Regions from separate parts of the Mus musculus genome. Here all the other regions are linked to region 2. A link is a contact called in public targeted proximity ligation data. All regions are on one chromosome and are shown on one strand. The core of a region is the stretch at or near the end of the contact, and the rest is flanking DNA. Distances in the headings are between cores, read along the strand shown. Region 1 holds the start of Pacs1 (phosphofurin acidic cluster sorting protein 1). Region 2 holds the start of Rbm4b (RNA binding motif protein 4B). Region 3 holds the start of Ndufv1 (NADH:ubiquinone oxidoreductase core subunit V1). Region 4 holds the start of Gstp3 (glutathione S-transferase pi 3). Region 5 holds the start of Aip (aryl-hydrocarbon receptor-interacting protein). Region 6 holds the start of Clcf1 (cardiotrophin-like cytokine factor 1).

What was found.
Region 1: a contact with region 2 is called in a targeted proximity ligation map of memory CD8 T cells, with 15 read pairs. A contact is called at or near these places in 3 of 39 promoter capture datasets (erythroid cells and liver), 1 of 484 Hi-C or Micro-C datasets (embryonic stem cells) and 1 of 130 datasets of targeted methods (memory CD8 T cells).
Region 3: a targeted proximity ligation map of microglia shows a contact between it and region 2, with 6 times the contacts expected there. A contact is called at or near these places in 1 of 39 promoter capture datasets (pre-B cells) and 2 of 130 datasets of targeted methods (memory CD8 T cells and microglia).
Region 4: a targeted proximity ligation map of memory CD8 T cells shows a contact between it and region 2, with 6 read pairs. A contact is called at or near these places in 1 of 130 datasets of targeted methods (memory CD8 T cells) and 1 of 9 other capture datasets (adipose tissue).
Region 5: a contact with region 2 is called in a targeted proximity ligation map of memory CD8 T cells, with 8 read pairs. A contact is called at or near these places in 2 of 130 datasets of targeted methods (memory CD8 T cells and pancreatic cancer cells).
Region 6: a contact with region 2 is called in a targeted proximity ligation map of memory CD8 T cells, with 12 read pairs. A contact is called at or near these places in 2 of 130 datasets of targeted methods (memory CD8 T cells and pancreatic cancer cells).

The regions. Positions count from the first base shown.
Region 1 is chr19:5,270,977-5,275,199 of GRCm38.p6, forward strand. Pacs1 (phosphofurin acidic cluster sorting protein 1) reads right to left here and starts at 2,143. Exons shown (of 24, transcript NM_153129.3): 1 at 1,563-2,143. The coding sequence starts at 1,912. Sf3b2 (splicing factor 3b, subunit 2) reads right to left here. Exons shown (of 21, transcript NM_030109.2): 19 at 4,088-4,187; 20 at 3,816-4,001; 21 at 2,945-3,551. The coding sequence ends at 3,480.
Region 2 is chr19:4,754,573-4,759,299 of GRCm38.p6, forward strand. Rbm4b (RNA binding motif protein 4B) reads left to right here and starts at 1,953. Exons shown (of 4, transcript NM_025717.3): 1 at 1,953-2,089; 2 at 2,674-3,097. The coding sequence starts at 2,686. The region is part of intron 2 of Gm21992 (predicted gene 21992); the gene reads right to left.
Region 3 is chr19:4,011,445-4,015,880 of GRCm38.p6, forward strand. Ndufv1 (NADH:ubiquinone oxidoreductase core subunit V1) reads right to left here and starts at 1,311. Exons shown (of 10, transcript NM_133666.3): 1 at 1,107-1,311. The coding sequence starts at 1,178.
Region 4 is chr19:4,057,530-4,062,236 of GRCm38.p6, forward strand. It overlaps Gstp3 (glutathione S-transferase pi 3), which reads right to left and starts at 1,918. Exons shown (of 7, transcript NM_144869.3): 1 at 1,895-1,918; 2 at 1,730-1,765; 3 at 1,206-1,312; 4 at 1,000-1,087; 5 at 557-660; 6 at 359-466; 7 at 1-189. The coding sequence starts at 1,895. The coding sequence ends at 1.
Region 5 is chr19:4,119,161-4,123,990 of GRCm38.p6, forward strand. Aip (aryl-hydrocarbon receptor-interacting protein) reads right to left here and starts at 2,415. Exons shown (of 6, transcript NM_001276284.1): 1 at 2,176-2,415. The coding sequence starts at 2,274.
Region 6 is chr19:4,211,512-4,216,067 of GRCm38.p6, forward strand. It overlaps Clcf1 (cardiotrophin-like cytokine factor 1), which reads left to right and starts at 2,727. Exons shown (of 3, transcript NM_019952.5): 1 at 2,727-2,989. The coding sequence starts at 2,974. Gm45928 (predicted gene, 45928) reads left to right here and starts at 2,914. Exons shown (of 4, transcript NR_132309.2): 1 at 2,914-2,989. LOC102631992 (a long non-coding RNA gene) reads right to left here. Exons shown (of 4, transcript XR_003952884.1): 3 at 1,539-4,241.

The DNA.
Region 1 (4,223 bases), core at 893-3,392, 520 kb after region 2:
AACCTAAATATTTATCAGAGTCATATATTAGTTCATATAACCAAATACTATACATTAGAGAAAGTACTAAAAACTAGAGCTACTAGACAACATTGATGATTTGCATAAGCCTGAGTTAAAAGTGACAGGCTACATACAATATAAGAACATTTCTGCAAGCTCCAAAAAAACGTTGAAGCCAAGAGTAGTGGTGCACACCTTTAATACTAGCAACTGGGAAGGCAGGAGGCAGGCAGATCTCTGTGAGTTCCAGGCTAGCCAAGGCAAGTAAGATCCTGTCTCAAAAACAAACAAACAAAAATAAAAAACACACAAAACTAAAAAATATATTTACAGACTTATATGTAGTACACTGTAATGGGGGGGGGGGCATAATTCAGAAGTGTGTAGGGGAAGCCAGAATGTAATTCAGCAAGGAACCTGGAGAGTTTGACAGGTGGGGTAATGTTCTATATTTTTCAATAAATGACATAAGAAAGATGTGCTTGTGTCATCATTTTTCATGCCCTATATATTGGTACAATGTTGTGGTGTGATGTTGTTCAAAATAAAGGGAGAGAAAGAAACACCAGCAGAGTTGAGTTGAGGGTGGAACCCCACAGGGCACCCAATCTCTGGCTTACAGGCACATCCACCTGCTCTGCTGGACTCACAGGGTAAGAAAGAACAGAACCTGAGAATCAACTCGGTTTAGAAGCACAAAATGAACACCTCCAGGCATTTCTTTGTGCTTACTGGGCAAAACCAACCCTGCAGGCTGTCTTAGCATAGGGTCAATCCAACACACTGTCCCCAAAGAAGTATATACAACAACTGCTTTGCCATAGAGAAACAAGCATAATTTTTTGATGCAAGTTTTCAGATAGTTCCAATGGACAGAAAAATGGGTTGAATTTAGGAACAAGGCAGTCATTTTACAGAGCTCATAGGAACCTGGAGACTCTGTGACCAGTATCTAGTGGAGGAGGAAATGAAAACTTGCATTTAAGAACACATTCAACTGATGTCCAAACTAAGAGCACAGAGTACCCAGAGAATGTGTGTAGCATGAAGAACATATGAATGTATGTACTGAACCCCCAAGTGTTAACCAGCTTTACCTGCAACAGGTGACAAATGAATTTGGCACATGCTAAGTACGTTGGGAAAGAACTATATCAAAGCCATCTTTACCACATCTGTGTAACATTAACATATGTACAGCCCACGGGCGCCAGTGAGGCAGGAAGAAGAGTGACTTACTGACCGTAAGGAAGGCCAGATTCGGTCAGACCCAGCCAAGGAAGGCCACTGGGCTGGGTCCCCGAGGCCACCATTGCTCCAGGAGGACAGGAGGGTGGTTCGAGCCAAGGCGGAAGGTGGGACTGCTGGAGAGGGCAGGCCCACACAACAGTCTTGGAAGGCCCAGGAGAAGACAGCCCCCACCCCCCAAAGCCAAGATGAGCTAGGAGTGGAGGACGTACCCTCCACTCGCCCCGGAGAGATGGGGAGGCGGGGCCTGTCACAGAGCCAGCCTGGCGGTCCCCTAGGCCAACACCTTTTCCCAGCCGCCCGTTGCTCACCTGGGCACGCAGCTGGATGAGCTCCGGTCCACCTCCCAGGTAGCATACAAATTCATCTGCACTGGGGCGGGGGTGCGGCCTGGTCCTGGACCGCCCGGAGGCGCAGAGCCCGAGGCCACCGCGACGGCCATGGAGGTGGAGGTGGAGGAGGACGAGGAGGAGGCGGCCGCAGCCGAGGTGGACGAGGAGGACGAGGTGGCCTGGGCCAGCTTGGGGGGCGTCGGCTGTTGAGGCTGCGGCGGCTGCTGCTGCGGCTGCTGCTGCGGGGACTGGGCGACCCCAGAGCCCCGCTGACTGCTGCCGCCCCCGGAGCCTCCGGGACCACCGCCCGCCCCTCCGCGTTCCGCCATGGCCTGGCCAGGGGAGGAAGGGGCGCGGGGCTTACGCAGACTGAGGGCACGCGAGCGACTCTCAGGCTTCCCCCCGCGGCGGCAGCGGCTCAGCGCGTCTCCTCAGAACGCCCGGCGGAGCGCGAGCCACCAGCGAATCTGCACGCACGCGCGGGCTTTCGCTGCGCGCGGTCCTCGCGCTCGCCCGCCGCCGCCTGTTGCGGCCCGCGAGGCCCAGACACTGGGTGGGCGTGTCCGAAAGGGGCGGGGAGCCGCGGCCCCACCCAGACCGGCGCCGAGGGGCGGGGCCAGACTCGCGCTCGGCCCCGCGGCCCCCGGGAAGGGGCTACAGCCCGCGCGCTCTCGCGGCGCGGCCCTGGAGTCCCTAGCAGGCCTCGGCGTGCAGGCTCCGCGCCCCTCCTCCCTCCGCCCTCCTCGGGCGGCTGCTACCCCGCCAGCGGAAACCCGGGTTTTCCGGGGCGCGGTCCCGGACCGGAGAAGACTGTACGAGAGCGCGCTCAGCCCCTGGGATCTGCAGTACACGTAGTTCTGGTCACGCGTTGCATGGAAATCGGATAGCCCGCTGTGGCGACCCCTTCTGTGGTTATTTCGCCCACTTCTGCAAAAGAAGCAGTAGGTAGAGATCCAGGGGCCGGCCACCACCTAAGGAGCTTAAGTTCCAGCTTGACTGTGGGCAGGAGCCAGTTGAGCTAAGGTTGTCTAGGTCCAACAGCCTTTCTTGGTACAGCGCCCCCGACACAGCCTTCTTTACAAAAGTCCCAGAGTGCCTCGGTGCTTTCTCAATTTCTAGAATTCTATTTCTCTCAAGGCCTGATCAGCTGCCATCCCCACACACCCCCACCCTACCTAGAGCTCTTGCACTCTCCTACACCCACACCTTCTCCCCAGTACTTGAGCAAATGTTATGGAATCCTGTGCTCCAACCTAGTCTAGTTTTTCAAAAAACTTCTCAGAACTCAGTGACGAAGACAAAACAAGCCCTTCAAACCCACCCACCCACCAACACACACACACACTAGTAAATCCAAGTAGTTAGCCAGTACTCTGGAACAATTGAGATTTTATTTAGAGACAGATGTTCTCCAATAGGTAAGAAATCGGCCTTTCTGCCACAAGGTCAATGAGGAAGGCCTGACCTGGCCTACTTCCCTAGCCTACAGTTACTTCCCAGCCTAGCCACGGTGCTAAGCTGGCTATTTTTATTCCCCACGGACAAAGCAGTAAGGTCAGACCAGACCCAAAGGTACCTTCAGCAGAGCCTTCACACACAGGAGGGGTAGGGATAGTGAACTACCCACAAGTTCAGTTCAGAACTACAGTCCCATAGTCCTATGGGCCATCTGTGATTACAGGCAAGAAGTAGATGCTTTTGCAGAAGCTAAAAGAGAGAGAGGTTCAAGAGCGCCTGTATTCATCCTTCCTTGGGAAACAGCTTTATTTACAAAACAAGTCTAAAATAAGAACAGGAAGTGACGAGCCTAGGGAGTCCAGATCTAGCTTTAGGGAGCCACAGAGAAAGCCCAGACATACAAAGAGCCTAAAGGCAGGCCAGCTATGCGAGCAGGACCTAAAATTTGAACTCCTTGTATTTCTTGCTGCCCCCACGGCTGTCCTGGGGCTGAGCTTTCCGTTTCTTTTGCTGTAGGAGAGAGAGAGAGAGAAGTTACAATAGGTTAGACAACCCCAGACAGGAGGCAGCCTGACCCAGACATAAAATTAAGGTAAAAAGCACTGAAACCACACTCTCCTCTCCCCCTGAGAGCTAAATGACTTCCTTCCTCTTCCTGAACTTAAGAGACTGCCACCAATGGAGCATCTCGGAGACCTTCAGGCACCGAGTCCACCCGCCTCTCCCTCCACCAGAAAGGACAGCCCTCCTCCTAGGCCCACAGGTTGCTCCCACCTTCTGCTTAGCAGCATGCTCAGCCACCATGTCGCTGAAGTCTTCCTTCTCTACTTGTGCCTGCTGCTCCCGAACGTGCTCCTCGTACTTCTGCGTCATGGCCATGGGGTCCAACTCCAATTCCTCAGGCGCCAGCGCTACTTCCACACCTTGCAATTCAGGGGCTGGGCCCTTCCGGCTCATAACCTGAAAAATTCAGAACCTTATTATCTCCAGACTCTCAGAAACGCGGGCTCCATCTCAGTTACAAAACAATGTTCTCCAATGCTTACCGTGGACATGTCATAAATGTGGGTGGATCCCATCATGGCTCCCCCAACAGTGGCTGTTCTCTTCTCTGGCAATACAGTGAATAACTGAGGTGTCTCACTTCTGCAAAGGACAAGAAAATAAAACCCAATAAGGGGC
Region 2 (4,727 bases), core at 703-3,202:
CTTGGTAATGACAGGAAAAACAGAACAGACAAACATAGTGCCTCTGTGTTCCAAGTGGAGGATATTCTAGCAGGGCTTTTTTCTTTTTTTCTTTTTTTCTGGGAACTTGGTACTACTTACACATGTTAGGGTTTGGTTTGGTTTGGTTGTCTTGGGGTATGGGGTTTTGTTTTGTCTGTTTGTTTGAGACATTGCTTCTCTCTGTAGCCCTTAGTGTTCTGGAAGTTGCTCTTAGACCAGGCTGGCCTCCAACTCACAGAGCCGCCTGAATGTGCTCATCACCACCCAACTCACATAATAAAAAACGATAAAACTGGAGGCTAGAAATGATATCACACACCTGTAATTAACCAGCACTTGGGAGGCTGAGGTAGGAGTGTGAGTTCAAGGCTAGTCTGGATTACACAGCCAGTTCTTGGACAGCCTTGACTACACAGAAAAGCCATGTCTAAAAGAGGCAGGGAGGGAGAAAGGGGGTGAAATGAAATTGTATAGAAAAATGGGAACTGGGCTGGTGAGATGGCTCAGTGGGTAAGAGCACCGGACTGCTCTTCCGAAGGTCAGGAGTTCAAATCTCAGCAACCACATGGTGGCTCATAACCATCCATAGCGAGATCTGACTCTCTCTTCTGAAGTGTCTGAGGACAGCTACAGTGTACTTACATATAATAAATAAATAAATAAATCTTAAAAAAGAAAAAAATGGGAACTGTTAGTAGAGCATTAGTTGTGGAGCCCCCACAAATTTGGGAAGAGATCCCAAAATACAATGTACAAGGTTAGGTGATAGCAGATCCCGAGGAGGTTCCAGGACAGCCAAGACTGCCAGAAAACCCCATCTCGAAAAACAAACCAAAAAAAATTAATTTTAAAAATGTGTAATTACAATTAGACAATGCCTTCTGAAATGAGTGGGAAACATGGATTTGGTAAAGAAATGTTTCCAAGTAGCTTGGGTGCAGGAAGTCAACTCGGGGAACTGATCTCTATACTATTGGAGGAGCTGGTGTTGGAACTACCACAATGGGGAATTGTTTTGACAACAATGGGGATGGTCTAACAACCATCCCGGTGCCTCTTCTAGGAGATGAATTCAATCCCTCAATGTCTGTAAGCCCGCTGCTTTGTGATAGTGATCCACCAAGCTGGTACCCTGCTTGCCACCAGGAGGTGCCCTTGGACCGCAACAGAGAGTCTGGAGCCTGACAATTGCCTGTGCCTCAGGCAGCTTGGGACGGATGCGGAACCCTTGTCACTCATTCCCCAAACCTGGATTCTCCCTGGACCTCTGGACAACGTATTCCTTGGTAATGCTCACCACATTTCAGGAACCAGGATAGACAGATACTACGAGGGAAAGCCAGCCCACGTATATTCATGAATAAACATGACAAAGTATAGTTTGGATAGAGAAATGCCTCCCTCAGACCTAACCTAGTTCTAACCCAGATTATCTTTCTACTCCACTCTCAGTCTCAGCTTCTTCACCAATGAACAACACTATTGCAGTGAAAATTAAATTGTTTTACGGGAATTCTTACCCCTTCCTACCCAAACAAGGGAGAGATTAGGTTAAGATGTGGTAGTGCCTGGGTTTCTGAAGTATCGCTCTCAGCAGCCAGAGGTTGAGAAAACCCCCTTCTAGCGGGCCCAGTGACACAACCCTTTGTCATCAGCCCCCTCGACAGTGCGCCCAATACCACGATCCATTGTGATGCTTAGAGACTCCCCCGGGCCTTACGGTTTTGCCAAGGCAATGGTTGCTTCCTGAGCCCCCTTGACGCGCAAGCCGCGACCCACTCCCAAGGCGGTGATTGGCTAGCCCGGGCTGGGGGCGGGCTGACCTTCGCTCCGCAGTGCCGTCACCACATGACCCCGCCCCCGCACGGGGGGCGGACAGTTGTGTGCGGCCGCAGGATTGGTCGCCCCGCTCCTGCGAGGGGGAGGGGAGGCAGGCAGCGCGCACTCGCGCGTGCGTGAGCTGGCGCGCGAGAAAGCGCCCGGTCGCGCCGAGGCTCGAGCGGCCGTCGCCATTTTGTAGGGTTCTCTCTGACGCGGGACCCGCCGCCACCGCCGGCACCACCCGGAGGTAGGAGAGGATGCTGTGGGTGTGTGGGAAGCCCTGGAGCGGACTGGGCCGGACCTCGGAGGGCCGGGAAGGCTCGGGTTTGGGGCCACTCATCTTCTGAGGAAGGTCCCGGGAAGACAAGGAAAGGAGGCGGGGCCGGGTCTCCGGAGGGGGCGGGGCAGGGGTCGGGCCGAGTCTTTGTTGGGATGTTGCAGCGGAGGTTGGGCCGCTGAGGATAGGGGTCCAGTGTTGGGTGAAAGAGGGCTTTCGTTCTTGGAGTATGGTGGGAGGGGATACCGCGCTGTGGAGAGGTACACAGATTTCCCTCCAAAAACCCGTAACTAGGGACATTCAGATACTTCATGCCTTCCACTTGTCTTTCATCCCTGTGCTAAACCGTGAAGGAGCTAACCTTGTAGAGTCAATGTGCCTGACCTCACGGATATATATCTTAGACCTTGTTGTGCATTCTGACCCCCGACCTTCTGTTGGCATTGTCACACAGCAGTTCCTCTCTCAAAAAGAACTGTGAGGGTCGGGGTGTGCTGTAGTGTCAGTTTCTCACTTCACACCTGACTTTTAAAATCTTGTTTCTTCTCTGCCAGGCTCTTGTCAGGATGGTGAAGCTGTTCATTGGAAATCTGCCCCGGGAGGCCACAGAGCAGGAGATCCGCTCACTCTTCGAGCAGTACGGGAAGGTGCTGGAATGTGACATCATTAAGAATTATGGCTTTGTGCACATAGAGGACAAGACGGCCGCTGAGGATGCCATACGCAACCTGCACCACTACAAGCTGCACGGAGTGAACATCAATGTGGAAGCCAGCAAGAATAAGAGCAAAGCTTCAACCAAGTTACACGTGGGCAACATCAGCCCCACTTGTACCAACCAAGAGCTTCGGGCCAAGTTTGAGGAGTACGGCCCAGTCATCGAATGTGACATCGTGAAAGATTATGCCTTTGTACACATGGAGCGGGCAGAGGATGCGGTGGAGGCCATCAGGGGCCTCGACAACACAGAGTTTCAAGGTGAACTGTTCTGGGGATTGGGTGGCAGACCTTCGTGGAGTCTCTAGCTCAAGGCAGAGGGAAGAACACAAGACCACAGGGCTTCAAGAGTGGCTTCTGCCATTCTTTTAAATGCAAAGAACAGGTTATGTTTACTACTCTTAGCATAATTCACTCTGGGGAAGTAAGCCTTCCCCATTGTATTCGCCAAGCTCCTTCTCCACAACTGCATGGGCTCCTGCCTGCCTGCCTTTGGTCTTCATTCACTTGAGTACTGTCACAAGTCTTAAGTTGCCTAGGCAGAGAAGTAGTTAGGTAGTGTGAGAAGGGCTAGAGGTTAGGACTTTGTTGCTGGTTTGTGGTGGACCCAGAAGCCTTTGAGAGTTTTTACCCTCTGCTGCTTTCGAGGATGGCTGGTGGTAGTAAAGAGGAAAAAGGGAATCTAGAAGAAGCGCAGTATGAGAATCTGTGGTGAGTCTGGTTGGGTAGATGGGTATCTTTGAGGTGTTCAAATTTGTTCAGTCTGTGGGCTACTACAGGCAAAGCCAGGAAACAGGTCATAGGTTCTTCTGCTCCATCTATTACTTTAACAGGCTAGGAAAACAGCTTTTTTTCTTTAGAAATTGGATAGGAATGATGGTCTTGCTTCTAGGGAAATTTCATCAAGGACATTATAGAGCTTATTATATTGCTTATATTGATCATAAGTATTATCACCAGTACCATAGGATCTTGTCTGAAAATACTTGCAATCGTGTTACTATAGTAACCACTAGTTACAAGTGGCTACTAAATTTAAATTAATTCAAGTAAATTTTCAAATTAGATTTTTCCAGTGTGGGCAAGAATGAGAGAATGGCTACTGTATTAGGAAACAGATCAGACCCACATTGCAGGAAGTTCATTGGTTAGTAGTTATCCAAGTCTTTTATTGACACGGTCATGTTGGACCACAAATTCAAGTCTACTTTTCTAGTTCCTAAGTCAACATCTTTTTGTGGCCTAAAAGTTAAATATACAAAGGTCCTCTTATTAGAAAACAATGAATTGGTGGAGAAAAGGTAAACTTAAATCAGAAAAGTGTAAATATGCAAATAGTGATGCTTACTGGAGGCTCACTATTATGTATTCTAGCTTCACCACTAATACCCTGGCCTTTAGTTATTGAAAGCCTAAACGTTGTAGCTGATTCCTGTCCTTAACCTCAAGTTGACAAGTGTATTCCCTATGCTTTCCCCATTATAAAACAACTCTGTGTGCCTCTGTGAAAGGATGGCAGGGAGGTAATATGTGCATTTTGACAATAAAAGCAATATTAATTAAAGTTGAATGCTATTTGCAACCACGATTGCTTCTACTCTGGTTAGGAAAGTACTTAAAATCTGACAGTTAAACTTTAAACATTCCTAATTCTCACTTGATGTGGAAAGAGGTCATAAATGCGCAGGGGAGCATAAGGAAGGAGTTCCTGCCCCAGCCCTTTGGTTCTGGGGTCATCCAAGGGCCCCACAAATACTGCTCTACCATGAGTCTGTATGTCCCCATCCCTGAAGAAGGTAACAAAATGGGAAAAAAAAAAAAAAAAAAAAAAAAAACCTAAATTTGCAACTGAAATTCTCAGTGTATAGTATACGCCCTTTTACATTTAACT
Region 3 (4,436 bases), core at 61-2,560, 740 kb before region 2:
TCAGGAGGTCCAGAGCTCAGGGACCATGAGGGATTGGGGCAGAATTTTCAGCTTCTTGGGCCTTCCTACATATGAGGAGCTGGGCCACAGCAGGGGTAGAGGCTTCAAAGTCTTTGAAACATTGTAGCTCCCGACCACCATTTATATCAGTCCTTCCTGTTTAGAAGTTACAGAGCTAAACACTCTCAACGTTTCATCCCAATTCATCCTTGTAACATTCCTGGGATAGGATATTTCCTCCATTTTCCAAAGGAGGGGGGGGGGGCTCTAAACAAAAGGAACTTAGGGAAGGCCACAAAGCTAAAAGCAGATGGTCCCCACGGAGCCATGTCACACTTCAGCGACAGCACCAGCATTGCTTCCCCAAGACCAGCATAGATTTGTCTGACTCTTCCACTAGAGCAAAACCTGGCTAGGAGGGGCTTGATCTCCCTAACTCTGCTGAAGAGGTAGTACGTGGTCACTGATGGAAGAGAAGTGCCTCATTGGGGCTGGGGAACAAAATGGATTTGGGGTCTGAGATAAAGGAGAGGTGTGGACTGGAATGGTTCACGACTTGGTAGAAAGTGACCTGACATCCACTCCTACCTCCTTAAAAGTACTTCTCCTCAGGTGTAGTGGTGGATGCCTGTGGTCTCAGGAGCACCCAGAGAGGCTGAGACAAGAGGACCAACACTAATTTGAATACAGCCTAGAACTATATAATGAGCCCCTATCTCATAAAAAAAAAAAAATTCACAAAAGCGTTTTCCGGTCACTACTGGAAGCAAAATACTGTCGGGGGGTTGAGGAGATACACATCTTTTTCAAAACTGTTTTCTGAACTTTGAAATGGGGCGAAGACCCTGATACCCGGTAGGGCTGCGAGGAAGAAATAACAGATTATCTAAGACGCCTCAACACCTGCAAACCCTCACCCCAAGACGGGGTTGTTAAAACAAGAGTAGCTGGACTGGACATCGTCAGCCTGGAGTTGGGACCGTTAGTTTTTATCCAGACCGGGTGGTAGCTCGGAGAGGAGAGGACTCTGCAGAGGGGACCACAATCCCGCTCGCCGCTCGCCACTCCTCCGCCATAGGCGTGGGCCTGAATCAGGGCGGGCTCACCGTGCCGCTGCTGAAACGCACAGATACCCGCACGGGAACCAACCCGCCGAGAAAATGCCGTGCCGCTAGCATCGCGGGAGCCAGACGGGTCACCTCCGGCTGTCACCTTCACAACTCCGAACCGCGGGACCGGCGCGACAGAAACACACGGGGTGGGGAGCGCACAGGAAGTGCGTCACACATCCGCAGCCAGTGGCGTGTCCAGGGACCTCCGTTCCTTTGAGCTCTGTCCTCGGCCTCGCCCACTAAAGGTGCGCGGGCACAGAGACCGGAAATTTACTCTCGTGCTAGGCCTTCTGGGAGATGTAGTCCAGCTTGCCCAGACTCTCCTTTCTCGGAGACTCTTCCTTTTCCTAGTAAACCAGGCTCACGTGTCGCCCTCTGCTGGATCCCAAGTATTCCACTTCCTACAGACTTTGCGTCTAGTTGACACCAGCTATATATGCACGAATGGAAGCTGGTGAGAAAATTAGTTGGACTACAGCGGAATCGTCCTGATCTGGTGTAATTACGCTGAACTAGCCGAGCCCTGCTGAACTAAGCGCTCCCCCTGAGCATCCGTGTGCCTTGGAGAAGTACTCATTAACAAAAGAACCGGTGAGGTCCCTCACCTCCCACAAAGCTGCCCCAGAACCTTTGCATAGGACTTCTCAGGGCTGTGTGTCTGTAAACCTTTTAGAGCAATGCAGAGACCAGGGATGGTCAGTGAGTGTCACAGGCTCCCGCCGATGCTAAAAGGCTACTCCCTCCCCTTATCAGGGACCCCTTGGGGCTCTAGTTACACACTGCAGCCGGACTCCTGTCTTCAGAACCCAGCTCTAGAACAAAAACGTTTTGCTTGTTTTTCTTTTAAGATAAGTTTCATTTAGCTCTGGCAGGCCTGGAAATCACTATATGGCGTAGGCTGGCTTTCAACTTGCTGTGAGCCTTTGACTTCCTAATGCTAGATTCAAAAACCAGCCCCAGATATAAGAGTTTAAGAGTTTTCTTCCTTCCTTCCTTCCTTCCTTCCTTCCTTCCTTCCTTCCTTCCTTCTTTCTTTCCTTCCTTCCTTCTGCTTTGTCAGACAGAGTCTTACTATTCCCCTAATATGCTTTAAATTGAGCCTACAAGCTCACTTGGATGTCTATCTTGGTAATGGGAGACCTCAGCATGCTGGACTTCTGCAGAATAAAGCATTCTTTGTGTTTACATAGTATTTGAGTCCAGGGTATCAGGGGTCAGAAGGAGGGCAGCAGCATCATTAGACTACTTCATGCTTATTATGGGCGTCAGTTCCTTGGGGCAAGCCTGATCTTTACTGTCAGGATATCTAATTATTTCCTTTTCTTCTTTCTTCTCCTCTTCTTCTTCTTGTTTCTTCTTTGTGCACAACTACTTAATAACCTCTTGGTGTCCTAGCATTTATATACCCTCTAAAAACTCCACAGAATTCCAAATGTCACATCATCACAGAAACTATCTACAGCTGGAAAAATCATGTCCTTGCTAGAACACAAGGCAAATCATAGTCAGCTGCTGTGGACAGTCTGAAGCAGCTCTATATCCTCACACTTAGGATCAAAACAAAAACACATTCTGATAATATTTCTGTGGTTTTTTTTTCAAAGAAACCAAAACTCCAAAATTGTCACTACAATGTCTGACTTAGAAGTGTAGTATGTAAGAGACAGATGAATACCTGTTTGCTCAATACTGCCCACAGTGTGTGCTGGTCAGAAGGGTTTTTTGTTGGTTTGTTTTTTAACTTGCCATAAATTAGTCATTTGAAAAGGGGGACCTTTGACTAAGGGATTATTTTCATTAAGTTGCTGGTAGGCAAGTCTGTGGGAGCATTTTTTTTTTTGATTAAGGATTGATGTGGGAAGGCCAAGCCCACTGTGGGTTAAGTCATTCCTGAGCAGATGGTCCTGTATTGTATTAAAAAAAAAAAAAAAAACCTGAACAAGCCATGGGCAAGCAAACCAGTAAGTAGTGTTCCTCCATGGCCTTGGGTTCATTTCTGCCCACAGGAACCTTGAGTTCTTGCCGTTACTTCCCTCAATGAGGGACTGTGACATGGAAATGTATGCCTTTCCTCCCCAAGGTGTTTGCTTGTTTTGGTCATGGTATTTATCACTGAAATAGACAGCAAACTGGGACAGTAGCCCTAGATGGCCTTAACTCCGTGGGGGTGAAAATGAGCGTCTGTAGGATTTCCTCCCTGACTGGGAGAACTGTACCCAAAACCATAGTTTCCTTCCCATAGTGCTTGGCACTCAGCAGGACCCACAGCACTACTGACAAGCCTGTGACAGTCACTGGGTCCATCAGTGCTCCCAGAAGGGGCACCAAGAGCATCCACATCCTGCCTGAAGTGTCACAGCCTGGCAGGGCAGTCCCAGCCCCCCTCTACTTGGTAGAGAAGAGATGCCTGGGCAGAGCTAGAGATTACATAGCTAATCCAGGGCTTAGACCTAAGTCTGTGGATCATTTGGGGGGGCAGGAGGAGGGGTAACAGTGTGGAGCCAGGGCATCCCAGACCTTCCCCCATCCCCCATCCTAAGTACTCAGATCAGAGGGAGAAGTGCCAGGGACAAGATGCAGGTCATGGAAGTGACAGAAATGGAGAGTGGAGGACAGGACCCACATTCATCTAGTGTCAAGCTCAGCACCAAGTGCTTGCCATGTGTTATTCCCTTAAGTCTTCCACATACATCAAATAGAAGTGATTGACCCCATTTTCAGAAGCAGACAGTGTGGCTCTGATGCCACTCGGGCCTCCCCAGCTGGGTACAGGTGCCAGTGCACTTGCTTACCACGCTGCTTGAGTAAAGGGAGTCTGAGGTGGAGGCAGGAGGATTGCTACGAATTCAAAACCATCCTTGCATATATAGTGATACACAGGGAGACCCTTTCTCAAGGAAAAAACGTTTTTTTTAAAGGAGGCAGCAGGAGATGCTCCTTAGCTTGCCTGGAATGCTCAAGGCCCTCCCGGCCTTTGACCTCAGTAAAGAGGTGAGTGTCACGGAAAGGCAGAGAGAGGACAAGGAGACACAGAGGTCAATTAGCTGGTTGTACAGGCTCACACTTGTAACTCCAACACCTGGCAGACTAAGGCAGGATTGCCTTGTGTTTGAAACTAAGTTAGGCTAGAAAGAAAAAAACATTTAAAGGTCCATTCTGGTGTCATTTCCTAAGCAGTTTCCTCTGGAGGGTCCAAGGCCTGGTGCTCCCTTCTTTCTCAGCCTGTTCCCTGCTGTGTCGTTATCTGACCGAGCCAGCTCAGTCAGTCAACAGGGTCTCAAGCAAGGGCGTGAGGATTGAAAAAGAAAAACAGACAACATTATC
Region 4 (4,707 bases), core at 668-3,167, 700 kb before region 2:
TCACATCTTTATGCAAGCAGCCAGGGGCCGGTTCACATGCTCAGGAGACTCCAGGAAGGCCTTGAGCTTGGGTCGGGATTTGAGGCGCGCCACATAGGCGGAGAACAGGGGAAAGTCATTCAAGTAACCAGGAAACAGGAGCTCGAGATTCAGAAGCACGTCCAGCAGGCGGTAGTCCGCGAAAGAGATCTACAGGACGGGGGAGTGACAGGGCTGGAGCTGAGGCAGGACTGGGAGAAGCGCCACAGAGCAAAGCACTGGATGCTCCCTGCTTCTGCCTCTGCATCTGGCCTCAGTTTACCCCTCTGAGAAAGGATCTGGCAATGAGTGGGTGGGGAAAGGCCTACCCAATGCTCACCTGGTCACCAACAATGAAGGACTGGCCACCCCTGTTCTGGGCCAGGAGAGTTTCAAATGGCTTCAGGTGTCCCGGAAGCTCCTTCTGATACTGGTCCTTGCCCTCCTTCTGTGGTCAGAAATGTGCAGCCAGAGTGACCGAAGTGATCTCCCTTTCCTGCCCACCACGCTTGGTCACTAGCCTGTGGCTCCTACATACCAGGATATGGCGATACTGCCGGGCAATGCGTCTGAATAGGTCTTCCAGTCCATCGTTCACCATGTCCACCAGTGCTGCCTCTTGTTGGTCTTTGCCATAGAGCCCTGGGTCAGCGGGCAGGCAGCAGGCTCAGGTTCTGTACTTGTCCCTACATGTCCACTCAGTCTCAGCCTGGGTCTACTCTCTAACCTTAATTGGAGGTCTTCCCTGCCTACCTCTGGGATGTCATTAGAAAAATGATACAAGTTGGAAACTCACAGCCCTGGCTGTACAGACAGCGACCGCCCAGCAGCACACCAGTAGCCTTCTGGAACCTGGGCCCTGCATGATCCTCTAGGGTGACCCAGGTGGGACATTGGTGGCTGCAGGTGAGGCAATTCAAAGCCCCAGGACATTTTGAGGAACATCTCAGGTGTCTCTCAGGGCTTGGCTTCTGGACTCACCGAAGGAGCGGCCCAGGTGCCGTAGGATAGTATTGGATTGGTACAGGGTGAGCTCTCCATCCTGGAACTTGGGGATCTGTCCAAACAACTGGGAGAAGATCCCTCTGTAAGGGGTGCTGAACCTGGCTGCCCCCAATCCTAGACACAGCACCCTAAGGCTGCGCCCCAACCGAATCCCCAAGGGGGAGAGGGAGACAATTACTCACACAGGAAGCCTTGAATGTGCCTTGCTCCCAAACATCCAAGGTCACCACCTCCTCCTTCCAGCTCTGGCCCTGGTCAGCTAGAAGCATGCGCATAACCTCACAGCGCCCTGTATGGGGGTGCAGGATGAGGACACAGCGAAGAGATCTACTCTCAGAGCATCCTGGGAGAGTTTGGGAGAGTGGAAAGCTGACAAGAGGACTACACTAGCTTGGGAGCCTCATAGGGAGGGGAGATATGTGGTGATAGAGGCCATGTCCTAACATTATCTTGGAATGCGAAGACCCAGCCCCACCATGGCACAGGGAAGGAAGGAAAAGTGACAGACAGTGCAGCTATCTACGGAGGCTAAGAGGGCAGTCCTGGCCCCACCAACCACAACTGTAGTCCTGCCCCAGGTCTCTGTCCCGGCCCGGCCCCAATACAGTCTTGGTCACGCCCTTCCTACACCACTGTTGGGGATTCCCAGGAATGACCCAGAAGACTATTGTTTGTGCCCTTCGTCTTGAAAGTGCTGAGGCCACACCTCGGGAAGGGAAATAGACGATGGTGTAAGGTGGCACTAGGAGAGATAGACAAAAAGCACGATGAAGGAGGACCTTGCCTGGGCTGCAGGGCCAAGGAGCGGTTAGTAGCAGGGGTGAGGTGGGGGTATAATTGCCCCCGCCCTTGCCTCCAGGTTTCTCCTTACTGTTGGGCGGATACAGTGTGGTGCAAGCTCAGCAGGAAGAGAGGAAGTGATCGGGGCCTTATATTGACAGGAAGACTCCACCTCCTCAGACATCCCACACTGCCCCAGAAACAGACCAAGTCCTGGTGTTCAGTGTACCAGCTTCCTGGCAGACGTGGTGGGGGAGGGCAGACTCACCTTTCTATCTGTGGTGCAATATGCTACTGGAGTTTTGCAAGAGGCACACATGGTCACATGATAAGCCTCCCACTTAACACGCCCAAACCACTCGGTTTCTTGTGTGCTCAGGGGTTTGGACAGTGCCTTATATGCAGGTAGGCCTCTACCAACAGTACATGGTATAATAATAAGTGCTCCTTGTAAAAATAAGGCAATGTAGAGGAGCCGTGGTTAATCCCAGCACTTGGGAGGAGGCAGAAGCAAGAGGATCTCTGAGTTCAGCCCAGTCCGTCTGGTCGACAGAGTTCCAGGACAGCCAGGGCTCCAAAGAGAAACCATGTTTATAAATGACAAAAAATAAATAATAACAATAACCATAATAATGGCAGTGTCACCTGGAGTGATGGCACACACCTTTAATTGCAGCACTCAAAGTACAAAGGAAGGTCGGGCGGCACGCCTTTAATCCCAGCACTTGGGAGGCAGAGGCAGGCAGATTTCTGAGTTCGAGGCCAGCCTGGTCTACAAAGTGAGTTCCAGGACAGCCAGGGCTATACAAAGAAACTCTGTCTCGAAAAAAAAAAAAAAAAGTACAAAGAGAGGCAGCCCTTTCGAATTCAAGGCCAGACTGGTCTACAACCAAGATCACCAAGCCAGCCAGAGCTATATAGCAACCAAGCCAGCCAGAGCTATATAGCAAGAGCCTGTCTTTTCAAGAAAAGAATAAAGGGATTTAAAAAAAATTTTTTTAAAGATTTATTTATTATTATAAATGAGTACACTGCAGCTGTATTTAGACACACCAGAAGATGGCATCAGATCTCACTATGGGTGGTTGTGAGCTACCATGTGGTTGCTGGGATTTGAACTCAGGACCTTTGGGAGAGCAGTCAGTGCTCTTACTCGCTGAGCCATCTCACCAGCCCTAAAATTTTTTTTAAATATTTATTTATTTATCACATGCAAGCACACTGCAGCTGTCCTCAGACACACCAGAAGAGGGCATCCAATCCCACCACAGATGGCCGTGAGCTACCATGCAGTCGCCGGGACCTGAACTCAAGACCTCCAAAACAGCAGCCAATGCTCCCAACCACTGAGCCATCCCTCCAGCCCCCCCTTTTTTTTTAAATAAAGGGATTTTAACTAATGAACTATCCCCTCCTCTCTTGGTGATGCTATAACAGAAAACTCTTAGCAAAGAGTTAAGCCTTACATGTACCAGTCCTCAAGGCTAGCACTGTTCCTTGTTTGTAGAGAAATTGAAACAAAGAATTGACGTGGCATGCCCAAGGTCACTCAGCTAGTAAACAGGATTTAAACTTGTTTGGTCTGGTTAGTTCCCTGGGAACCTCATGTCTGTCTGTCTGTCTTCTATCTATCATCTATGCATCTGTCTATCTATCTATCTATCTATCTATCTATCTATCTATCTATCTATCTATCTATCATCGACACTGTGCTTCTCTGTTCTCTGTGTAGCCCTGGTTGACCTGGAACTTGCTCTGTAGAGCAGGCCAGCTTCAAAACCATAGAATGCCACCTGTCTCTGTCTCCTGAGTGCTGGGATTTAAGGAGTGTGCCAGTACTGCCAGGCTGGGAACCTCACTTTTTAAATCCATTTTCCCCCTTTGATACCTTTTTGTTGAAGGGAACAGACTATGTCACTTCACAATGTGCTTCTGTAACATAAACCGTACCACTGGAGCAGGGCATGACAGTGCAGAGCTGGACTCAGTGCTGTGAGCACCAGGATGGAAGGTGCTGAGTGAAGCTAGCCTGGGCTGCATAGGGAAACTGAAAGATTTTCGAATTCCCGGCCCATGTACCAAATGAAAGACCCTCGAGGGAAGACCCTCACTCAGACACTCAAGTCCCGGGACAGCCGCGTACCCAAGAAGACACTGAGACCATACATAAAATGTAGAAGGCAAGATTTAATAAAGCAGCGACATGAAAGCACACAGACCAGAGCTCTGGGGTCGAAATAAAGCAGCAACATGAAAGCACACAGAGCTCTGGGGTCGAAACTCATACACCTTAGCACAGGGTAGAGGAGTCTCGACGACGACTCAAAATTTTCACAAGCTTTTAAAGGAAAAAACCACAAACTGGGAGGGGGAATGGGGAGGGAATAGGGGAAGTTTAACAACCACAAGTTTACTCAACCAAAGAGTCATATCCTGTGATTGGCAATACATCTGGCCTGTTGAAACATTCTGTGGTTGTTCCAGAAAATGTTTTTCTCAAGTATGTTTTCCAGATGGGAGGGGGTGGGCTCCGAGGTGAAAGTTCATGTTCTCACAAGAGGCCAGTAATTTTTTATTCTTCATTCCCCACTTCTTCTTGTAAGTAATTCTAATCTTAGAATTTCAGAAATCTATATCTTTATGTGGAGAATACTGCATTTACTCTATCTTTAACATGGGAACAAAAACAGAATAAGGCAGATTAGTAAACAGAACTAGGCAGGGACCCTTCTAGTGAGGCTTGAGGGTCTCAGCATGACGCAGGTGTACGCAGATCAGATCTCTGGCTGGAACTGGTAAGATGTCCTTGGGGTACCTGGCTCGTTCACTGTAGCCAGTTGTGACCAGACTTCTTTCTGCACCACCTGCAAGCCTTTTAACTTAACATATAGATCATTATTATAA
Region 5 (4,830 bases), core at 1,165-3,664, 630 kb before region 2:
CACAGATGGAAGAGATTAAGACTGTGTGGTCATAGCTGCACATGGTGGCTCACGTCTTTAATCCCAGCACTCATGAGGCAAAGACAGGTGTACTGGCTGGTTGACACAGGCTGGAGTTATGACAGAGAAAGGAGCTTCAGGTGAGGAAATGCCTCCATGAGATCCAGCTGTAAGGCATTTTCTCAATTAGTGATCAAGGGGGGAGGGCACCTTGTGGGTGGGACCATCTCTGGGCTGGTAGTCTTGGGTTCTATATGAAAGCAAGCTGAGCAAGCCAGTAAGTAACATCCCTCCATGGCCTCTGCACCATCAGCTCCTGCTTCCTGACCTGCGTGAGTTCCAGTCCTGACTTTCTTTCGTGATAATGGAAAGTGTAAGCTGAATAAACCCTTTCCTCCCCAACTTGCTTCTTAGTCATGATGTTTTGTGCAGGAATAGAAACCCTAAGACAACAGGTGTATCTTTTGAGTTCAAGGCCAGCCTGGTCTACAGAGTGAGTTCTATGACAGCCAGGGCTACACAGAAACCCTGTCTCAAAAAACCAACCAACCAACCAAACAAACAAATGAGAATACTCTGGTGCTATTCCAACATCAAGGGTAGAAGGGTAGAGAGAGGTAGACATCCACACTTGTGAGTAATCTGGGCGTGGAGTCATGTCAAAACGTTGATTCTAGATAAGATCATGTTAGGGTGAGGGTAGACAGAAGAGAGCTTGAGACGGAAATCTCAACAGGATATGGTTAGCTGAACCCACACTCTTAACTGCTACATGGCTGTGCTGCCTCTCTGAAGTCAGTTTTCACATCAGTAAAATTGAATCAACAATATCTGTCTAGCATTGTGGGAGATAAACCTATGAACACGTACCACAGGGCTCAATGGTAGCTGGGCTTTTTCTTTTACTTTTCTGCTTGAAAATCCAAGGCCTCTACATCCTAGACTCTACCACTAAGCCCCATCCTTAACCCTGGTGGTGTTACACTTATTTCTGTATTTGGGGGCTCACATGTGACATCATGCTTGTATGAGGTCAGAGGACAACCTGCAGAAGTCACTTCTCTCCTTCTACCATCTGGGTCCTGGGGATCTGACCCAGGCCATCAGGTTGGCAGCAAGCACTCTATCCACTAAGCCACCTCACCAGCAGAAGACGGTCCCCCCTCCTGAGCCCCAGTGATTGTTTAATCCTGCCTGCTTCTATTTACCACGTGCCCCTGCTCACAGATTAGTCTTATATTAGTTTATCCTAAGCTTTTCCATCTAGCATCCCTCTTGCCAGGCTCCTTCCAAAGCCTGTTCTCTATCTCCATCTCTCTAATTTTAAGACAGGGTCTCATTGAGTGTCCTGAGCTGGCCTTGAACTCATGCTGTAGCCCAGCTTCACCAGCGGCTGAGACTGTAGGCATGGGCCACCAGGCCCAGCTTGTAGATCCCCTTTTCAAGCACAGCTGATCACTACCACCACATGCCTGCCCTCTGCTCTCAGCATTTACCCCTCACCACATCAGACTAGACTCTCTGCCTGCTGGCTTAACACCACTGGCCAGAGGGCATACATTCATTCACAGAATTCTTGCTTTTGGCTTCACTGGTATCAGCTCCACAACTGTGATTAGAGATCTACAGCAACAAAGCAGGGGAACCTAGAGGTATGGAGTGCCTTAGGGAGGGGCACCTGAACTTGGTGCCCAGATATAAAAGCAATGCTACCATCTATCAGAACGCTGACATAGGAGTTTGGTCTGGAAAACTGGATCTCTGGGACTCTGTGTTTTTTTTAGTTCCAGGACCTCAGTTTCCCTATGTAAACAATGAGAATTGTCCTAGATGGTTTCAGAAGGCCCCTTTACTCAAAACTGCATGAGCTTTGAACCTTCAGGTACGGGTATCAGCACTGAGGTCACACCCACACCAAACCATTTTGAGATGACTGACACCCACCCCTGTCCAATGCAGTCCTAAAGCAAAGCCAAGGGGCGGAGTAGACATATCTGAATTAACTCCCACTTAAATCCAGACCAATCAGCGTCGAGCTCGGCATGTGAGAGGTAGCCTGACTGGCAGCTGCTCTCTGGGCATGCGCAACCTCTCACCTACGGCCTCCTCCCGCCTCGCATGCGCACCGCGCTTCAGAAGAGACGCTGGGAAAGTGGGGAGAGGATGGACACAAACCTTAGTGCCATCCTGAAAGTCCGGCAACTCTCCTCGGCCCTCCTGTATCACACGCTTTTGGATCCCGTCCTCTCGAAGTCTTGCGATGAGATCCGCCATCCTCCTTCCCCGCTGCTCCCTTTCGGCAACTTCCGGACTCGCTCGGTAGCTTCCGGACCTGTTTCGGCAACTCCTAGCGCCTCGGCAGCTTCTGAGCAAGCGCCATTTTGACTGAGGGCAGAAGCCAAAAAAGGGAGGGAATGAAGAAAAGAGCCGTGATTGGTTCCTAATGCTACGGCTTTAACGCGGCACTGGGGGCGGAGCCTGAGCCTGCTTAGGGGCGGGCCTTTGGTTGTCCCTCCCCTGCCAGTTGTGCTTAGTTGGCTTTATAGGGGTTGCAGCTCTCCTAGCTGTGTGCCACTCCATTTAAGTTGTAGATGCCCTATTATCGGCACTTCAGTTAGAAAAATGAAAAACGAAAAACACCGCTTCACCTGTGTATTCCCTTTGGGCCTTTTTTGTTTTGCTTTGTTTTGTTTTTTAGAGGCAGGGTTTCTCTGTGTAGCCCTGGCTGTCCTGGAACTCACTTTGTAGACCAGGCTGGCCTCAAACTCAGAAATCCGCCTGCCTCTGCCTCCCAAGTGCTGGGATTAAAGGCGTGCGCCACCACCGCCCGGCCCCTTTGGCCCTTTTATTTTGCATACTTTAGCATAAGTTATAACATCTAGATTCTGGACTCTAGATTCACTTGTCTTAAGAAAAAAAAGGAAGGAAACCCGGTGTGGTGACACATACTTCTCTGTAGTGTCTTCATCCCTTATATCATAACCAGGAAGATTATTTTCTTTCCCCTGAGCCCCAAGTCACATACTCTGACTGCTTCACTTTCCAGCAAAAAGTCTTGAGGGGCTGGAGAGATGGCTCAGCAGTTAAGGGCACTGACTGCTCTTCCAGAGATCATGAGTTCAAATCCCAGCAACCACATGGTGGCTCACAACCATCTGTAATGAGATCTGATGCCCACTTCTGGTGTGTCTGAAGATAGCTACAGTGTACTTATATAATAAATAAATAAATAAATCTTAAAAAAAAAAAGTCCTCAGAGAGGGGACTTTCTGAAGGGAAGAGGAAACATGCTTGGGTTTGTTTTCTATCAACACAGAGAGCTTACAGGCGAGCTAAGTAGTCTGCTGTACTCATCTTGCAGAAAGTACAACAGAAGGAAAGCTGACCGATATGGCTGATAAGTATACACCAGAGCATGAAAGATGTAGATAGATAAAAATAATAACATATTATCCAGGTTGTTGTGGTACACGCCTTTAACCCCAGCACTTGGGAGGCAAAGGCAGGTGGATCTCTGAGTTCAAGTTCAGATTGGCCTACAGAGGGAGTTCCAAGACAGCAAGAGAAACCCTGTCTTGAAAAACTAATGATAACAACAATAACAACAACAATAATAATAAATAAAATGTTAAGCTAGGGACTGAGAGTGTAGCTCAGTGTTGGAACATTTGCCTAGCATTTGAGAGGTCCTGGGTTCTTTCTCTAGCATACACACACACACAAATTAAGCTAATTTAATACACTACATAATCCTATCAGTATTCTCAGTGAAATATCAGTCACGAAAAAAATAGCGTATGGCCTGGAGTGATGACTCAGCAGTTAAGAGCACTGTACTTCTTTAGAGAATGTAAGTTCCATTCTCCACACCCACATAGCAATTCATAACCTTCTGTGAGTCCAGTTCCAGAAGACAATACGTGTTCTTGTGGCCTCTGTGGGCACCAGGCATATCTGTAATGCACAAACATACATGCAGGCAAACATGCACATTGAAAAATAATACTGTATGATCACACTTACTGAAGTGTCTACATAGACAGCTCAGAGACAGAAAGTAGAACGGTGCAGTGGGAATGGGGAAGTTGTTTTTTAAGGAAGGACTGAGTTTCTATTTTACAACATTACAAAGCTCTACAGACTGACTGGCCACACAATACTATGAATTCATAACTGAACTGTGCAGTTTGAAACTGTGAGGAAGGCCAGGTAATGTTATCTGTATTCTACTTCAAGAACAAATTTTGTTTCATACAGGCAAAAAAAAAAAAAATGCAAGATGAGAAAGACAGACTAAAGAGCAAGTAGGATTTCTCCCAACAATGTAAGACTGGAATACTTGAGATCGACTTATTCCTCAATGAGACAACTCAATGGGGAAAGTCCTTGAGACAGGGTTGAAGGATGGCTCCATGGTATAGAGTGTTGCTGTTCCAGACAACTGGGGTTTGGTCCCCAGCCCCCACTTGGCCACTCACAATTATCTGTAACTCCAGTTCCAGGGGATCTTCTGACCTCTACAGGACCCAGGCACTGGCATGCATGCAGGCAAAACACTCATACACATAAATATTAAAGAGAAGGGCAGAGGGAACAGAAAAGGGAGGGCTTGATAAAGGCATTTGCCTCAAACAGACCATCTGAGTTAGACGCCTGAGTCCACATGGTGGACAAAAAGTGCCTACTCCCATTAAGTTCTCTGACCTGAGCCGGGCGTGGTGGCGCATGCCTTTAATCCCAGCACTCGGGAGGCAGAAGCAGGTGGATTTTTGAGTTCAAGGCCAGCCTGGTCTACAGAGTGAGTTCCTGGACAGCCAGGGCTACACAGAG
Region 6 (4,556 bases), core at 1,477-3,976, 540 kb before region 2:
GTTGGAGTTGGAAGGGCCCTGCCTAGGTTCTGAGAGCCAGCACGGGTAAGGAAGGGAGGACAGGCACTTCACTAGCTCTTTAGCTGGAAACCAGAAGACAGCACCTGTCCCGCCCCACCCTGCTCCACAGAAACCCTGGGGGGGCTCTCCTGATTCACTTTCCTTTCTTCCTTCTCCCCCAAATTCCAGCAGCCCACCCCTATTGGGGATTTGGCAGGAGGTGAAGTCTTTACTCTGTCCCCCACCCCACCCCACCTGGCAGCTTCTTGCTTGGTGCCTTTGCCCAGACATGGCAGAGGGGCACCGGCAGCTTGGAGATGGAGCTGATTTTCCCTTTGGCACTGTAGAGTTGGGGGGTGGCCCTCACTGGGTGATGGGAGAGGGCAGAGAGGCAAGTCCAGACATGGGGCTAAGGGAGAATTTGACTTTCTTAGAATATGGGGTCACTACATTAAGAATCAGAAGGCAAAGAGGGTGCCCCAGGAGCCATGTGTAAAGCTGTTTGTCTGCTCGCAACCTGGGCTGAATCTACTGGGAACAGCTGCCCAGTTTCTGCAGGCCAATGCCTCTGAGACACAGCTGGGTGGAGCAGGTCAGCACTCCCCTCTCCAGCCTCATTGAGAGGCCATTCCTCCTCATTGCTGTCTTTCCCCTTCTGTTGCTACACTCTCCTCATTCTATTGTCTCCCTGTGTCTCCTCTCTCTTTTCCCAGGTCCCTTCTCCTTTCTTTTCTCTCCCCTTCAGCCCTCCTTACTTCTCTCTTCATCCAGGCGGTTCCCCCTGACTCAGCAAGGTGCTTTATAAGGTGCTGAGGGGCTCAGCCAAATCCAAACCACATTGTCTGCAAAGCCTTTCTTTCCACCAGGGGTGAGCTGTGGAGCTGCACAGCCCAAGCCGGGCTTCCAAGCTGCTCCCCTTCCCTTCCTTGCTCCCTTCAGAAGGGGTGGTAGATGCTAGGGGGACCTCCTGGTCCACTCTGGGTCACTTACTTGTGGGCATCTGCCTTCTTGACCTTGGCAAGCGCACCAAGAGATGGTTAGGCTCACTGGCCAAGAATGCCATTGAAACTCCAGAGCCCTGGCTGGTGGGGGGTGGGGAGGTGGGGGAGGGAGGTCTAAGCACTTTTCACAGGGCCCCTCCAAGGCACTTTTCATCAGAGCAGCTACTGATGCTCTAGACTTCCCTGCCCCCACCCAGACCAGCTCTCCATTCTCAGCTTTTTCTTCTTGTTCAGAAAAGGGGGGGGGGGGTGAGGGAGAAAGAAAGGAAGGGAAAGAGGGGAAAAAAATAGAAAGAAACACCCCAACAACAAAGTCTGTCCCACTCCAGTGAGGTAATTGAAAACAAATTTTTTCCCAACCCCCCCACCCCCCCACCCCAGTTCTCCAGTGCAGAACAGGGAAGTGCCGCCCTGGGAAACTAGCACTGGCCATGACTGATGCCCACGCTGACCCACAGGCTGGAGGGGCTGTGTTGGACTGGCAGAGTGCCCTCCTTTCCCAGGGGTCCCAGCAGAAGTGGGGGGGGGGGTGAATACCTCATGCCATTCCAGAGACAGGCATCACCTTCCACGGCTGGCTGCCACCGCTATCTACCCCTGGTGAGACTACAGAGAAACAACACAGCAACTTATCAGATGACTTAATTGGTGGAATGCTTCTACAAGCACCCAAGACTTGGGGACCAAATGACTGTCCCCCAAGAAAAATCACAGAATGGGGCTGCCTCCAAGCCCCAGATGACAGCTGTTTCCTCTGCACTAGCTCTCATGCTCCCTCGCTCTCCCTGGCAGCCCTCTGGAGAGGGAGGAAGGAGGAGGAAAGGAGACCCTCCTGGGAGGGTCTAGGCTTATGGGTCCCCTAGGTCTCCCACTCAGAAAGTCCCAACCCAGGCCTGAGGGGAAGGAGGGAGAATGCTCTTAGCCAAACCACCCCTACCTCACCACCGGAAAAACCAACAACCCAAACCCCCAAAGGGAAGAGGATGCCAAATGTCTCGATGGGGAAGCTTTTCACTAACGGGATGCTGGGTCTATCCATGGCCTTGAATCTTCGAGTTCCCGCTGAGTCACCCGTGAAGCCTCTGGTGTTGAAACTGGTCCGGTGCCTTGTGCTGATTAATGAATTACAAATCCCCCACCCATGTGCACTCTCCCTGGTCACCGGGAAGAATGAAAACCCTTGTGAACTTGACTGAGAAGCTGGGCCCTGGTGCCCTCTCCCCTCCTCAGGGGGCATTGTGAGCTGGTTAGTCACCTGCCCCAGCCCCTGGCGCCACACTTAGCTCTAGCTTTTGGAAGTGGGACAAGTGGCGGGACAATAGGCAAGGGGGGCGGTCAGCCCAGACAAAGGGCAGCAGGAAAAACACCATCACTTGCTTGGAGGCCAGCTTGCTGGCATTTGAGAGAATGTGTCATTGCATTTACTCAAGTGGGAGGGGGAGGGAAGGTTAGAATGAAGAGGCAGAGGTAGAGTGGGTACAGGGACCCTCAACCCGGCAATGAGCAGAGGGAAGAAGGCCAGCATGCCTTGGCCGACACCAAGGAAGAAGCCCACACCAAGGCCAGCTCCCTTTCCAAGCTCTCAGGAGTTTGCCGAGGGACGATGCCCTCCCTGCCCCCTCCCCCAGGAGGCCTAGGGTGGTACCGTCGCAGCCTTGCCTCACCTCACCACCCCCCCCCTCAGTGTTGTGGGAGGGAGAGGAGCCCCAGAAGCCCTCCCTTCCCTCCTCCCCCCTCTTCCCCCCACCCGGGGAGGGCTGCTACAATTTGTGGTTACAGCTTTACACGTCAGAAAAAAAAAAGTTTGCAGAATGTCCCACACCGAAAAAAAAATGCGAAACCGAGAGAAAAAAACCTGCGAGTGGGCCTGGCGGATGGGATTATTAAAGCTTCGCCGGAGCCGCGGCTCGCCCTCCCACTCCGCCAGCCTCTGGGAGAGGAGCCGCGCCCGGCCGGCCCGGCCCCCAGCCCCATGGACCTCCGAGCAGGTAGGAGCCAGGCGTCCGAGGCCGAGGCCTCCGCCCCCGCCCAGCACCAGTGAGATCCGGTTCCCGTCCTCCTCCCCACCCTCGGAGCCCCAAGCCCGGGCCGGGCCGGGGAGCAGAGCTCGGGCTGGGGAGGTACGGCCGGGCGCCCTCGAGAGGGGCCGGGTGGGGACGCGGCATTCCTGGAGTCCGCTTGGCGGAGCCAGGAGGTGGCTGAGAACGCGGCGGGGAGCCTGGACAACCCTCAGACCTGGACGGGCGGCCACCTGGAGCCGCGGCGAGGCGGGGTCCCAGGGAACCCGCGGACACAGAGCCCCGCGCCAGAATCGGGGCGAGCGAGTCCGAGGCGGGCAGCGAGGGTGTGGGGGGGGGGCCGCGGCGCAAGGGAGGAGGGGGCCAGGAGAGGAAGAGGGAGGGAGAGAGGCAGAGGGGGAGCCCGCGGCCGAGCAGCGGGAAGCGAGGGGGAGGCCGACACCTCGGGCCGCGCTGAACTCCTTCCTCGGCCCGCGGGGAGGGCAGGAGGGCGCGCGAGAGGAGGGCGGAGGGCAGAGCAAACCTAGCTGGGCCGGGCCGGGCCGGGCCGGGCCGCCACGGGACTCCGGTTACTACGCTGCGCGCGGCGTGGCCGGAGCCCTCCATGCTGCCCACCGCCTGGGAGCCAGAGGCAGGTAGGCGCGGCGGGGTGGCCGGGGCCCCGAGCCCGCGGTGGCCTGGGAGTGATTACTGCAGGAGGGTGTTGTGGGGGAGACGCAGCCTGGCCGGACCCAGCAGGAAAAAGTCCGTCAGCGGCCGGGAGCGCCGAGACTGCCGGCAGCCCCTCGAGCGGCTGCCTGGCTAGGCGGCCCGTGGCAGGAGGGCGGGCCAGGCAGGGAGTGGACGCGCCGGAGCGGGCAGCGGCTCAGCCGAGCCCCGAAGCCCAACGCCCGGACCCCGCCTCCGCCCCCGCCGCCGCCGGGAAGGGAGCGAACGGGGGGGCGGGGCCGGGGGCGCCGGGGCCACACAAGGGGAAGGCGCCATCGCCGCCGGGAGGGGTCCGAGATCGAGAGGTCACGGTCGAGAAGGTAGGGCCAGCGAACTGCCAACTTCCACCGCCCCAGTTCTTGGAGCTGATCCCCTCAAGCAAAGTCCGCGTAGCTTCTTCAAAGTCCCCACACCCATGTTCTCACCTACCTTTCTATTACACTGGGGTGCAGAAGGCTTTCCTCTAGGAGACCCCCAATCTCCGTGTTCTCCAGAGCCTAGGAGCAGGAAGAACCTGCCAAAAGAAAGGAGGGCAGACAGGAGGATGGATGTATATGGCAGCGGCAGACCGAATCTTAGAGAGAGACTAGAGGTGGGGAACATCATTCACACCTCTCTCTCACTTTCTTCTTCTTCTTCTTCTTCTTCTTCTTCTTCTTCTTCTTCTTCTTCTTCTTCTTCTTCTTCTTCTTCTTCTTCTTCCTCTCTTTCTTCTTTCTCTCTGTCTGTCTGTCTGTCTCTCTCTCTGAATCTGAGCAGGGAAATCTCTGGCTTTCATTGTCCCTGACAGGCATCTGTCTCAGTCCAGTCAGTACACACCACCATCCCG